Linked DNA regions of Zea mays: regions 2 and 3 are each linked to region 1. Evidence: chromatin contacts called from public Hi-C data. All regions are on one chromosome and are shown on one strand. Each heading gives the region's core, a stretch centred on a gene start, on an enhancer-like site or on the middle of the called end of the contact. The rest is flanking DNA. Distances are from core to core; before and after follow the strand shown. Region 1 holds the start of LOC100192913. Region 2 holds the start of LOC100193876. Region 3 holds the start of LOC100285371 (exocyst complex subunit Sec15-like family protein).

Region 1 (3,898 bases), core at 869-3,368:
CCGGTTGGCATCCTCCTCTGATGCTGCTGGCACCCAGTAAAATGCCTCCCTTGCTGTGCTAACTGCTCCCACATCAACCTCTGATCCAGCCATATCATATGGTTCATCATATGCATCCTCCCACAGTTCCTTTGTCCTCCTTACCGCCTCATTGCTCACCACTTCGCCATAACAAACACCCACTTTTGCAACATTGTCACTGATGCCCATCGCTACCATATCCGTGGCATAACACACAGGAAAACTCTGGCATGGATTCATCGCAATTGTGGAAACTAAAATACTTGTGAGAACAAATTACATGTTCAATTGAATCTAAGGTCTACGTATACCTGGTGAGCAAGCCACATCAGTAATATGTCTAGGCTAGGCACAAGCCGTGTGCACTCTTGGGTTGCACACGCAACCTTCTTCATAAGGTCCAGGAAACGCACATATCGCCGCCTAGCAGCAACATGGTAGACACCTTCCTGCACAAAGAGTGAGGCAAAACGGTCTGCTAGGCCAGCGTACTGTCTCACCATTTTGACAATTTCACCATTGACATTGTCACATGTTATATTATCAACACTGTTTCCACCAATCTCATTCGAGTCAAGGTCAAATGGCTCGGATGGGAAATGAGTAGCCCAGACATCTCGACAAAGATCCTCAGCATACTCTTCATTCTCCATATCAAAAATTGATGGACGGTTGATGAGGCGTCCAAACCTCGACGTGCAGTATGCGGAGTAGCTCTCCTGCAGAGCGAAAGAAATTTCAGATGGAGCACTTGGTGAGAAGTGTTGAAGGGGCAAAAGCAGCTGAGTTCGGCAGAAGTCAGGTGTTGTTTGGTTCACATTTTGTAACGTAAATAGTAATGATAATGATTCAAACTTGAGTAACGGCGGTAACAAGTTTGAATAGGCCGGTATCCATTTCTAGTGTGGTATTCGATTACGGTTGGACTTAAACAAACATCATTTAACGTTATCGGTTACCCATTACGTTACCAACATCTGAACCAAACGGCACCTCAGTTCCTTTTGGAGTCCAGCAAGTGGTTCATTTGAAGTTAATTATTTCCAAAACAAGTAAGCACAGTAATTTATACTACTACTAGGAGTGTATGGTTGCAATTTAAGTGTGATCATCTATAGAGAAATTTGCAACATTTGTGACAACAAATAGGTATAATATGAAAATATATGTTACATGATGAATCTAATGATCTTATTTTGTAATGTAAACACAAGTATTCTAGTGTACATATTTTTATCAACATTAAGATTTAGATAGTTTGACTTAAGACAAATGTAGAACATCAAGTTATTTTGGGACAGAGACTACTAGATAGTAAGAACAAGAAACTGATCGTTGTGGGCATAATCACTGTGTTTAGTTGTCTTATCACATATCTTTCCTCAATTTATAATGTAAATAAATCCTCAAAAGTCAATACCACAATTTAGTGACAGAGGGAGAGGCGTTCGAATGAATAAAGTGGCCGAGTGATTCGCCGAGAGATAAAAGTTGGCTGACATGGTGGCAATAAATGAAGAACCGAAAAGGTGGCAAGAAATAAAAGAAGGCTGACATGGTGGAAGCAGTGGCAGAGCCAGACGAGGTGCACGTCGGGCGGCGGCACCAGCATCGCCGCCTCTCCTCCTACGCCTGCTTTCTCCGCCGCGAGCGGCATCCACAGCTCCTCGTACCTCCGCACGGACCGCGGGCCCACCCCGGCCGGCGCCGCGCGGAGGAAGAGCAGCAGCCGGCGCGCGGCGGCCGCGAGGTCCACGGAGAAGGCGGAGGGGACCTCCTTCCCGCCGAGGCCCGAGGCGGAGGACATGGCCGCGCCGGCGGCGGCGGGCTCCGGCGCTTGCACTGCACAGACTAGAGAAAGCACACGCCTTCCTCGCTGCTCTCGGGAGTGGGGTGGGATTCCTTGTCGTCAGCTAATTGATGGGCGGATGCGTAGAAGCGCAGAGGACTGCAGAGTGGTTGGTAGTCAAAAGGCCTGGTGCAGCCGACGACGAGGCGCACGACAGGGCCAGGGCTGGCCAGCGCATCAGTCATCATGGAACAGGGCCGGCCGGCCACTTTGGTTAACGTTTGGCGGAGAGTGATTGATGCACGCACTTATGATTAAGGTGCGGTCCGGCCGTCGTTGTAGTGGTTGACACCTGCCCCGGCTTCTGCAGTGCTACGACCACGCCAAACGCAATGCGTTGCACTAGCACTAGGAATTTACACAGGCATCACTTCTATAGATATAATAATTATGAATAACGATTTCATATCCAGAAACAGCACACGTCAAAAGTATTTGTATAATAAGTTTTGACCTTCGTTAATCCTAACACAATGTCTGAAGTACTCCCACATCTTTATCATGAAAATTTACAATTTACTTTGTACCAAAAACAGCACATATCGAAGGTATTTGTATAGGTCTTGGCTTGTGTTGATCATGGTACAATGTTTCATAATACAATGTCTAGAATACTCCCACGCCTTCACAATAAAAGTTTACAATATACTCTGTACACAACTAGTAATTATACTATAATTAGTATTGTTTTCGTCTAAGCGTGGCAGAACCTCCTAAGTTATATGGCCCACATGCATCTATCTTTGTCCCGAAAACCTCAAACGGCTATGCATATGTACCAGATAACTTAAGGGTGTGTTTGGTTGCGAGACAACCAGGATAGGGACGTCCCCTGGCGTCCCCTCTCATCCCTCCAATTTTGAGGGACAATTGGGGACAACACTGAGATAGTCATGTCCTAACTCTTGATTCTGAACCAAACAACCTTATTTGAAAGATCGTCCCATCCCGTCATGTTTTGTCATTGCAACTAAACACACCCTAAAAGAACATGTTCGAGTGTCACGGGGGCCTCGGATGAACAACTTACAATCAAGATCACAAGATTAAGCAAACATAAATCACATACTGAAGTTTTGCAGCTTGATTCATATTACAAAGGGCTTACAAAGTACAATCTTGGAGTGATTAAAAATTTTATTTAAAGTAATATATCCTTGAATAATATAAATACGATTATGTGTTTGAATTGCATGCTAGCTCAAATGACAATCCTCGAAAAGAAATACAAACGAGATACTTATACGAGAAGGTCGAGCCCACCTGCACTTAGCATTATCCACAACAGAACAAAACCATTACCCGCAACAACATGGTGGGATATAATTATGAGTACGCAAGTATTCTACAAGACTTACCAGACTAAAGAAAAGACTAAAATGGCATGCAGGCTTGGGGACTCAAGGAGAGGCATTTATTAAGAATCAAACTTCATTATTTTGAGGAAGAGCTTACTAAAAAGTGAATCTTAATTTCAATATTTTAGCTCAAAATTATGTTCTTAGCAAAAATCTAGATTTGCTCCTAATGTAAAACATTCACTTCAACAAGCATCAAGATCTCATTATTTCATATACCAACAAGTCCCATTATTGAAACTACGATGAGTGGTCAGTGGGTCGAGTCTCCATGACCGAGGAGCAACGATGATTCGAGCTGATTATACCCAGATAGGGATCCCTAACACACCACATATATAGCACTTAACTCTTGCATATGTCAACCTTTCTCAGGGATCCTCCAAAACGTGAATCGGTCCGCGCTACCGGAGAGCGCGACACTCCCACGATTCCTACAACATCCTAGACGACCGCTTGGTAGGTACCCACCACTCTCACCATCTTCCACGCCTAGTGTGTGGTTGTCTTTTCACGTAATGGAATGGGTGGAGTTAGGTTTACCAGAGCATGTGACCAGTTGCAAAGTCGCAGCCTCATCAGGCCTACATCGAACAGCCCTTAATCGACACAGGCGAAAAACACTACATCGAGACTCCTTTCTCGACACAAGTTACGTGCCCAATCTCAT
Region 2 (3,898 bases), core at 886-3,385, 230 kb before region 1:
ATGATCATATGAGTGAATTGTTAGACACCGTCTTATGGTTTGCCAGTAAACAGGAACCTATAGGATTGTCAGGACGCAAGTATAATATGTAGAGAAAGCACTCACATGAACAGAGGCGCAAAAATGTAACACCTGCAGAAGTGTGTACACCATACATGAAACTTAAAACTCTTGAAAAGATGAATAGTTGCATAATAACGTTGAATTTAAGAGCAATGGACAAGATGTCGAACTTGAGAAAATAGTATAAATACACGTTTTTACACAAACTCCAGATTAAAAATATAAAAATTTAAAAGCATGCGAGTGAGAAAAAGCTAGACTAAAAATAACCAACAAAGGCTACCCTCTTGTTTCATTTTGCTCTCAGGAAAATCACTCCAAAACTACATAAAAAATGTTATCAAGATAATAAAAAATCGTTGGAAAACAGCTCTGCTTTTTCCTCTCTTCCTCAGATCGAACTAGACCTAAGCATGTTGAATAGTAATAATTGATACATGAATGTAGAAAGCACTAAAAACATTAGGTCATTCAACAATAGTCAAAAGAAGGCCCTGTTTATTCCTACCCCTTTCTAAAAACCGCAGATTACTACAATTTGGCTCCGGCAAAAGTAGATTTGTCCACCCAGTCATTGCACTATACCGCCATTGCAACCTAGTAATATCATCCTACATTCGGTGCAAGTCATTGCTCTGCGGAGTATTATTAAGCATATAGCATATCACATCCACATGAGTAACAATTGCAAAGAAATAGCTGATTATAGAAAAAAAGAGGGAAATTTAGATCTATACCATTAAAAGATTACAACTTTAGATATATACCATTGCTATCTCACTTACATGTGGGGTCCACATAAGTCAACATAAGTCAATGATATGTGGAGCCAATGGTATATATCTAAAGTTGCAATCTTTTAATGATATAGATCCAATTATTCAAAAAGAAATCATTGAAATAAGGAGTGCAAAGTTAATATAGCCATATAGCTAGTTAATTGAGCTTCCATTCAACTAACCGGATCTATGAGAATTCCCCAAACGCACTGCCCTTGACATTCCATGAAGTACCAAGAAACTTAATAACAGCACATTTATATACACATGGAACAGATAATGATGCATCCTAACACAATAGGCATCAATCAATCTTGAGTACAACAACAAAGGATAAACAAGTTGATCTTATTTTTGTGTTTCTCCAATTGGATTCGACGAATTTTGCTACTGTTCAACGGTATAATGCTTGAGGCACGCACCGAGGAACAACAGGCAGAGGTCCTGATTCCCCCAAGGCCCCAATCCCCTAAAACCGCAGTTGCAGGCTGATATATGTACAGAAGCGATTTCAGGTAGACGGGCAGGAGGAAGAGGAAGTAAAACAAACCCCCACGGATGATCAGCAGACGGTGGGGACGAATCGCAATGCGGCGACGCGGGCGGAGAGGAGGCCCGCGAGCCTGCGGACGGCGAACTGGGTGCAGTTGGAGAGCGCGATGAGGCACATGAGCTCGTAGACGACCCCGAGCGCCGCATCCGCCGCTGACCTCCGGGGCGCCGGCACATCGGGCTCCCAGTCGTCGGGGCCGTCTGATCCAGAGCCGAACCCGCTGTTCCAGCTCCACCGTCCTCCTCCGTCACCGCCGCCGGAACCACCGAGACCGGGGCCGTCGTTGCCGGAGAAGTAGTCGCCCGAGTCGGCGGGGGGCTTGGACCGCCCTGTACGGGGGCGGGTGCGCGCGCGGCGGCGGACCGTGGCAGTGGCCGATGAGGATGGGCGGCGGCGGATGGTGGTCGAGGAGGACGTAGCCGGGTGGGGCGATGACGAGGCGAACGGGCGCAGGACCAGCGGCCTGGCGGGCGGGGAGGAGGCGGCCGGCGCAGCGGAGGCGGAGATCTCCATGGGCGGGCCCGAGGGTTGGTAGGGTCGGCGCGGGGCGAGGGGAGACGTGGGTTCGGCAACTCGCGCGGGGACGGCGGTCGCGTGTGGTGGAAGGGGTTAGAGAGCAAAGGTGGCCCTGCGGGACACGACACGCTCACGCCGCGGGCCACAGGGAGCCGGAGTCTGTGTGTGGGACGGAGCTCACTAGAGCTGCGTGTTTGGATCCTCTCCTCTTGTTGGCTATTGGGGATCTTTCCTTGGTCTGCCACAGCGTGGTCTCGGGCCCTTTTGCCTCGGCTACACAAACGGAACACGGGCGCAGGCCCGACGGCGATGGTGACGCGTAGGAGCGGGACGTCTCCGTGCGCGAGCACCGGTCACTGCCATGCGCGAGCGATGTCGCCGCCCGGTCTGCTCCAGTCCGTGGTCCGCTTCTTAAGTACATCACGGTTAATAGTTATCCCAGTCAAACCGGACTATTCGACAGACTCAAATCGCTGAATGTTAGCAGCATGGACTGCTAATCCGGAACCAAGAAGAGTCGGAGAAGAGGGAGAGAGATACGGGGAAGCTTGGGACGACCGAGAGGAAGTTTAGGGTATTGAGATAATGTTTTCTATATAATGATTTGTTCGGTTAATCCCGTTACCCATGGATTGGATGAGATTGTAAAAAATTAAGAAAAAAATTGACTTGCTTGGTATTTAAACTCACCAAATCTCACTTAATCTACATGTATTGAGAGCTAACCGAATAAGCCCTAAGTTAAGTCCTCAGCACTCTTTATCCCACTTCCCTATCTATATGAATAGCTACTGCCTATTTTTTGCCAGTCTGGGCCGACGAAGCGGACGATGTGCCTCCTAGCGCGACGGCCCACCTCTCCTAGAGCTTGCATGTCCTGCTTCTGCTTGTCTTGCCTGTGCCTACATGTAGCCGAAGTAAGTGGCCTAACATCCCCCCTTCTTGAAACGGCGCTTGCCCCCAAGCGCCCGCGGCAGGGAACTTGATCCTCAAGGCAGCTTCATCCTCCTAGGACGCCAGGGATGCGTCTAGGCCAGACCAGCGCACAAGCTCTTGTGCCACAGTGTGGATGGACTGATGCACTTTTTCAACTGGGAAACATGGAATACAGGATGGACAGCTGCATCGTCGGGAAGTTTTAGTTTATAAGTGTTGGGGACTTGTTCTCAAATGCTATAAGAACAAGGCAACATAGAAAATGTTAATCGGTTAAATCCTTCGCCCTACGAAGCATTATTTCCCTTAGGATATAATGGTTTTCGGACGAAGGTTATGAAGGGCGTACCTTCATAAATACATTATATAGTGACGAAGAATGAATTGTAAAGAATGTAAAGGATAACATAGATAATTATATATTATTATCATATATAAACAGAAATAACATTGAATTACAAATGTACCTTTGAAAGGGAATTAGGCTTACACCTAGTCCCTAATTAATTTTGGTGGTTGAATTGCCCAACACAAACATTTGGACTAACTAAGTTTGCCCAAGTGTATAGATTATACAGGTGTAGAAGGTTTACACTCAGCCAATAAAAAGACCAAGTTTTGGATTCAACAAAGGAGCAAAGTGGGAACCGAAGGCACCTCTGGTCTGGGAGCACCGGACTGTCCGGTGTGCACCGGACATGTCCGGTGCACCAGAGGACTCCAGCTCAAACTCGCCACCTTCGGGAATTTCCAGAGGCACTCGCGCTATAATTCACCGGACTGTCCGGTGTACACCGGACAGTGTCCGGTGCGCCAAGGAGGAGCGGCCTCAGGAACTCGCCAGCTTCGAGAAACGCCAACGGCTAGTCCGCTAAAATTCACTGGACTGTCCGGTGTGCACCGGACTGTCCGGTGCGACTTCGGAGCAACGGCTATCTCCGCGCCAACGGCTCTCTGCCGCGCATTTAATGCGCGCTCTGCGCGCGCAGAGGTCAGGCGCGCCCATACTGGCACACCGGACAGTAAACAGTACGTGTCCGGTGTGCACCGG
Region 3 (3,898 bases), core at 967-3,466, 130 kb after region 1:
TCTATACCAGTGACCGCATTGGCATTGAACCGCTTTACTGAATCGTTCAAGAAGAGCTCGATGATCCTTTCAGAGATGTGGGCAAGCACTGCCACAAGTACACGGTGTAGCACAGGAAGGGGAAGGATCTGCTGTGCCGTTGATGTGAGCGTCTCAAGGTAGATGATGACCTCATTCGCATACTCATTGCCGCCAGGAGGAGAGTCATCAGCCATCCAGTTGATACCATCAGATTGTCTCATAAACTCATCAACCTTGGCACGCAGAAGCCGCAGCAGGAGCGCCTCCGCAGCATCACGTGACCTGCGAAGTGGGAAGTCCCGCCGACCACGCTCCACAGCACGCAGCGGCACACCACACAGTTGTGCAGCATGGCGTGTAAAGAACTCGCATGCCCGCTCCATCACAGACATGTTAGCAGCAACCTGCATTGCCTGGGACACACTTAGACCACTGCCTGAATCCAAAAGTTTTTTAATCGAAGCATCCACCACCTCAGATAGGATCCGACCAAGGTACTTCTTCACTGCTGCATAGGTATCCCCACCTCCCCCATGTGCCATGAAGCTCACAGAATCTTCAATGAACGAACGAACAATACGGCAAATGTCTGGGACGGTGCATGAAAACGGTGCAACATATGGGAAAGCTGGGGTAATGTCTGAGCTCTGAATTCCAAATGCAAGGACATTCATTGAGTACTCATACTCCTTTCTCATGAGCATCTGATCAAACTTATCTGCTGTCAGTGCCTCAGCCACCTGCCTACGGCAATCTGCAAGCAGCAAATCATGGTACTTGTCCCTGTGCTTAGCCAGCACATCGAGTAGCATCCCTACTGGATAACCATACCGCCGCATTGTGGCAGAAAGCAAAGCAGCATAATCAGTGATGAGAAGCAAGTGGTTTGCTGTCTGCATCCTGGAGAAGTTATCTTCCATGACAGAGACCATCTTCCCCACAGCGGCATCCCAAAGTGCATCTACATCTGGCCGAGATGTGAGCCCACCCCCTGTTCTAAACACCCGGTCTTCAACAATAAAGAACCCAGCAATCTGCGAGAAAAACACCTGGTGGGACTCGAGGAATGGCGTCGCCGCAATGACATCAAAGTCCGATGTCAGCTGCAGCTTCCTGTTTTCCAGGTAGTACTTCTTGAACCGCTCACCTAGCGCCAGCGTCTGGTGTATATGCATCGCTCGATAGAGCGGCGTAAGGTCAAAAGAGGCTGCAGCGGCACCATCTGCTGCTTCAGCTGTTGCCGCGGCTGCCGCAAAATCGTCGAGGTCACCAACACCATCGTCATCCAAGGTGATGCACTCCTCCAGCGGGCGGTGCTTGGAGCGGAGCTCCTCCTGGCGCTGCCTCGCGGCAGCCGACCGGCTGATGGCCACCTGGCCGAGGTGCCTCGAAGCAGCGCGAATGCTAACCATCCAGTCTGAGAACTCCCGGGAGATCTCGCGCTCGGCATGCGCACGCACCGCAGGGACGACGCTGAGCAGCATGCGGCGGAGCGTGGGTAGCGGCAGAGGCTCGGGTCCCGAGGCGAGATCACGGTCGATGGCGTCGACGGCGCGCAGGGCGAGGTAGAGCCCATGATTGCCGGCCTGTAAGTGCGCGTTCGCCCGCGCCGCGAGCGCGAGCAGCCGTACGCAGCGTCGGGAGGAGGCTAGCGCGGAGGAGAGATTCCCCGCGAGCGAGCGCGCGGCGAGGAAGGATTCAAGCGAGGCGAGCAACGGGGCCGCCGAGGAGAGAAGCGCGGAGTGGGACGCCGAGAGGGAGCCCTTGAGCGCGTCGGCGTCGGCAAGGAGGGACCGGAGGTCGTCGACGGCGCGGATAAAATCGTGGAAGTGTGCGCGGCAGAGCTCCTCGATCTCCGCCTCGCGGTCCCGCGCCGCGCCGCGGAGCGAGGCGAGCAGCGGCTCGGGGCGGCCGCACGCGAAGGCCCGGCGCACGAAGGGGCCAAGGTCCTCCCCGGCCGCGATGGCGGCGGAGAGCTGAGCGAGGTCCACCTCGGACGGCGCGGATGCGGACAACGCATGACCAGGCCCCGCCGCCGACAGCGGCGCGTCGCCGGGAAGCTTGCGCCGCATCGAGATCTGAGCCAGGCGGTAGGGATGGTAAGCAAATGAGATGGAGGCAGCTCCGTAGTTGCCGAGTTGTGGAGAGGAAAAAACTTTGGAGGTTAGTCGACGAAACGACGGAACAGGAGCGGACAGCGGAGGGGGCGGTCGGAGAAGGTGGGTTGGGTGGCCGGAAGTGGGACCTGCTTGTCGGTGAGTGTTTGGAGGGAAACGAACGGAGAAGATGGGTTGGGTTGGGTGACCGGAAGTGGGGCCAGCTCGTCGGTGAGTCTTGGGAGGGAAAGCGTGTTGGCGTGACGGTGACGGTGACGGGACGGAGGAAGAGGAGGTGACCCGCGTACCATTGTTGACGGCACACGGTGGTAATCAGTACAGGCACAGCATTGGACAGTTGACACATGTTGGGCAGGGCGCGATACTCCCTCTATCAAGTATCAGCTGTGTCTCTACGGAATATACATGTGGTAGGGGCCGTGCTGGCCCTGCGAGGGTATTAGTCGAGCCCGGGCGCGGTATCAAGCCGGGTCGAACCGGTCGACATGATGACTGATGTTGTCCAGGTATAGCAAGGTTATTCTTATACGGGTTGTGTGAGATCAGATCCAGACCCGTAAATAAAAAGACACTCCAAAATTCAGAATTTAAAAGCAATATTCAAATTTATTTTAAATTCAAATAATTATATTTATAATTTTATATACATAATTAGAAAAGGAATTTCAAATACACATATAAATACATATCAAAATTCAAAATCCTCTCGTATAATAAAGAATCATCAGTATTGTAGCTAAAAATAGACTAGTCGTTATAAAATCAGTCCCTTAAGCGGGTCGTTACCTTGCCTAGCATTTAAACGGGCCAGGCTCGTGCCTCCACGACGGGCCAGACGGTAGCCCAGCCTTGCCCGGCCACCTGGGCACGCTTCTAGTCGTGCCGGGTCACGGGGCCACTGCCGAGCCTGCTCATTTGGACATGTGTACTACAGGATTAGTTGAAAGTTCTCTTTGACCGGGAACAGGATCTGGATGTCGCCTAAAGGGGGGTGAATAGGCGAATAATAATAATCACTTTTAATACTTAAATTCTTACTCTACTCGAAGACCAGAACACAGTGGAATGAAAGACCCTTCGAGTAGGTTGCAGCAAAATAGAAGATCCTGTCTCAAAATGCCCTGCATTTCAAATATAACTTGAACCACAGATAAGTATTGAAGTGCAGATATAAAGAGTAGATAAGACAGAGGATCAGCACACAACACAGAGCAGAGCACACAGACACAGGAATTTATCCCGAGGTTCGGCCAAGCCTGAAATGCTTGCCTAGTCCTCGTTGGAGTTAGCCACACCTGGGCTTAGAGTCTATTTCAACTCCTTCCTTCGTTTGCTCAGATCTGTCAGTATGACAGATAGAGCCTTTCACTATGTTGAGTTTGGTTACAACAACGTCGTGGATGCTTACAGTCTTCTTGACAGCACTTCGGCAGAGTAACAATGCGCTCAAGACTTTGCTCTAGCTCTTTGCAGCACCTCTCCACTCTCTAAAGGCTTATAACTTTGCCTTCACACAAACTAGAGAGATATACATGAGAGTGAGAGAGAGAATCGATCCGAGTGATGTATACAATTGTTGGCTATATTTGTGTAACTGTTGGAAGCGCCTAGGAGTCCCTTTTATAGACCCAAGGGGCCTAGGAGCCGTTGGAATTCATTTTGGAAGGCAATATTTGCTTTCTGTCGGGTGGTGCACCACCGGACAGGTCCTGTAGCATGTCCGGTGCGTGATCTCTTTCCAAAACGGGCTCAGCTGACCG

The links. Hi-C and Micro-C count contacts between places; a contact is called where the count stands out from the background.
Region 2: a contact with region 1 is called in a Hi-C map of leaf, with 6 times the contacts expected there. The contact joins the promoter of LOC100193876 here to the promoter of LOC100192913 in region 1. A contact is called at or near these places in 6 of 25 Hi-C or Micro-C datasets (ear, endosperm, leaf and 1 more) and 1 of 3 datasets of contacts at active chromatin or transcription factors (leaf).
Region 3: a Hi-C map of endosperm shows a contact between it and region 1, with 1.6 times the contacts expected there. The contact joins the promoter of LOC100285371 here to the promoter of LOC100192913 in region 1. A contact is called at or near these places in 5 of 25 Hi-C or Micro-C datasets (ear, endosperm, leaf and 1 more).

The regions. Positions count from the first base shown.
Region 1 is chr3:66,338,821-66,342,718 of Zm-B73-REFERENCE-NAM-5.0, forward strand. LOC100192913 reads right to left here and starts at 2,119. Exons shown (of 7, transcript XM_020549461.2): 1 at 1,577-2,119; 2 at 333-740; 3 at 1-246. The coding sequence starts at 1,828.
Region 2 is chr3:66,109,239-66,113,136 of Zm-B73-REFERENCE-NAM-5.0, forward strand. It overlaps LOC100193876, which reads right to left and starts at 2,136. Exons shown (of 1, transcript NM_001138954.1): 1 at 986-2,136. The coding sequence starts at 1,908. The coding sequence ends at 1,405.
Region 3 is chr3:66,471,546-66,475,443 of Zm-B73-REFERENCE-NAM-5.0, forward strand. LOC100285371 (exocyst complex subunit Sec15-like family protein) reads right to left here and starts at 2,217. Exons shown (of 1, transcript NM_001158264.2): 1 at 1-2,217. The coding sequence starts at 2,093.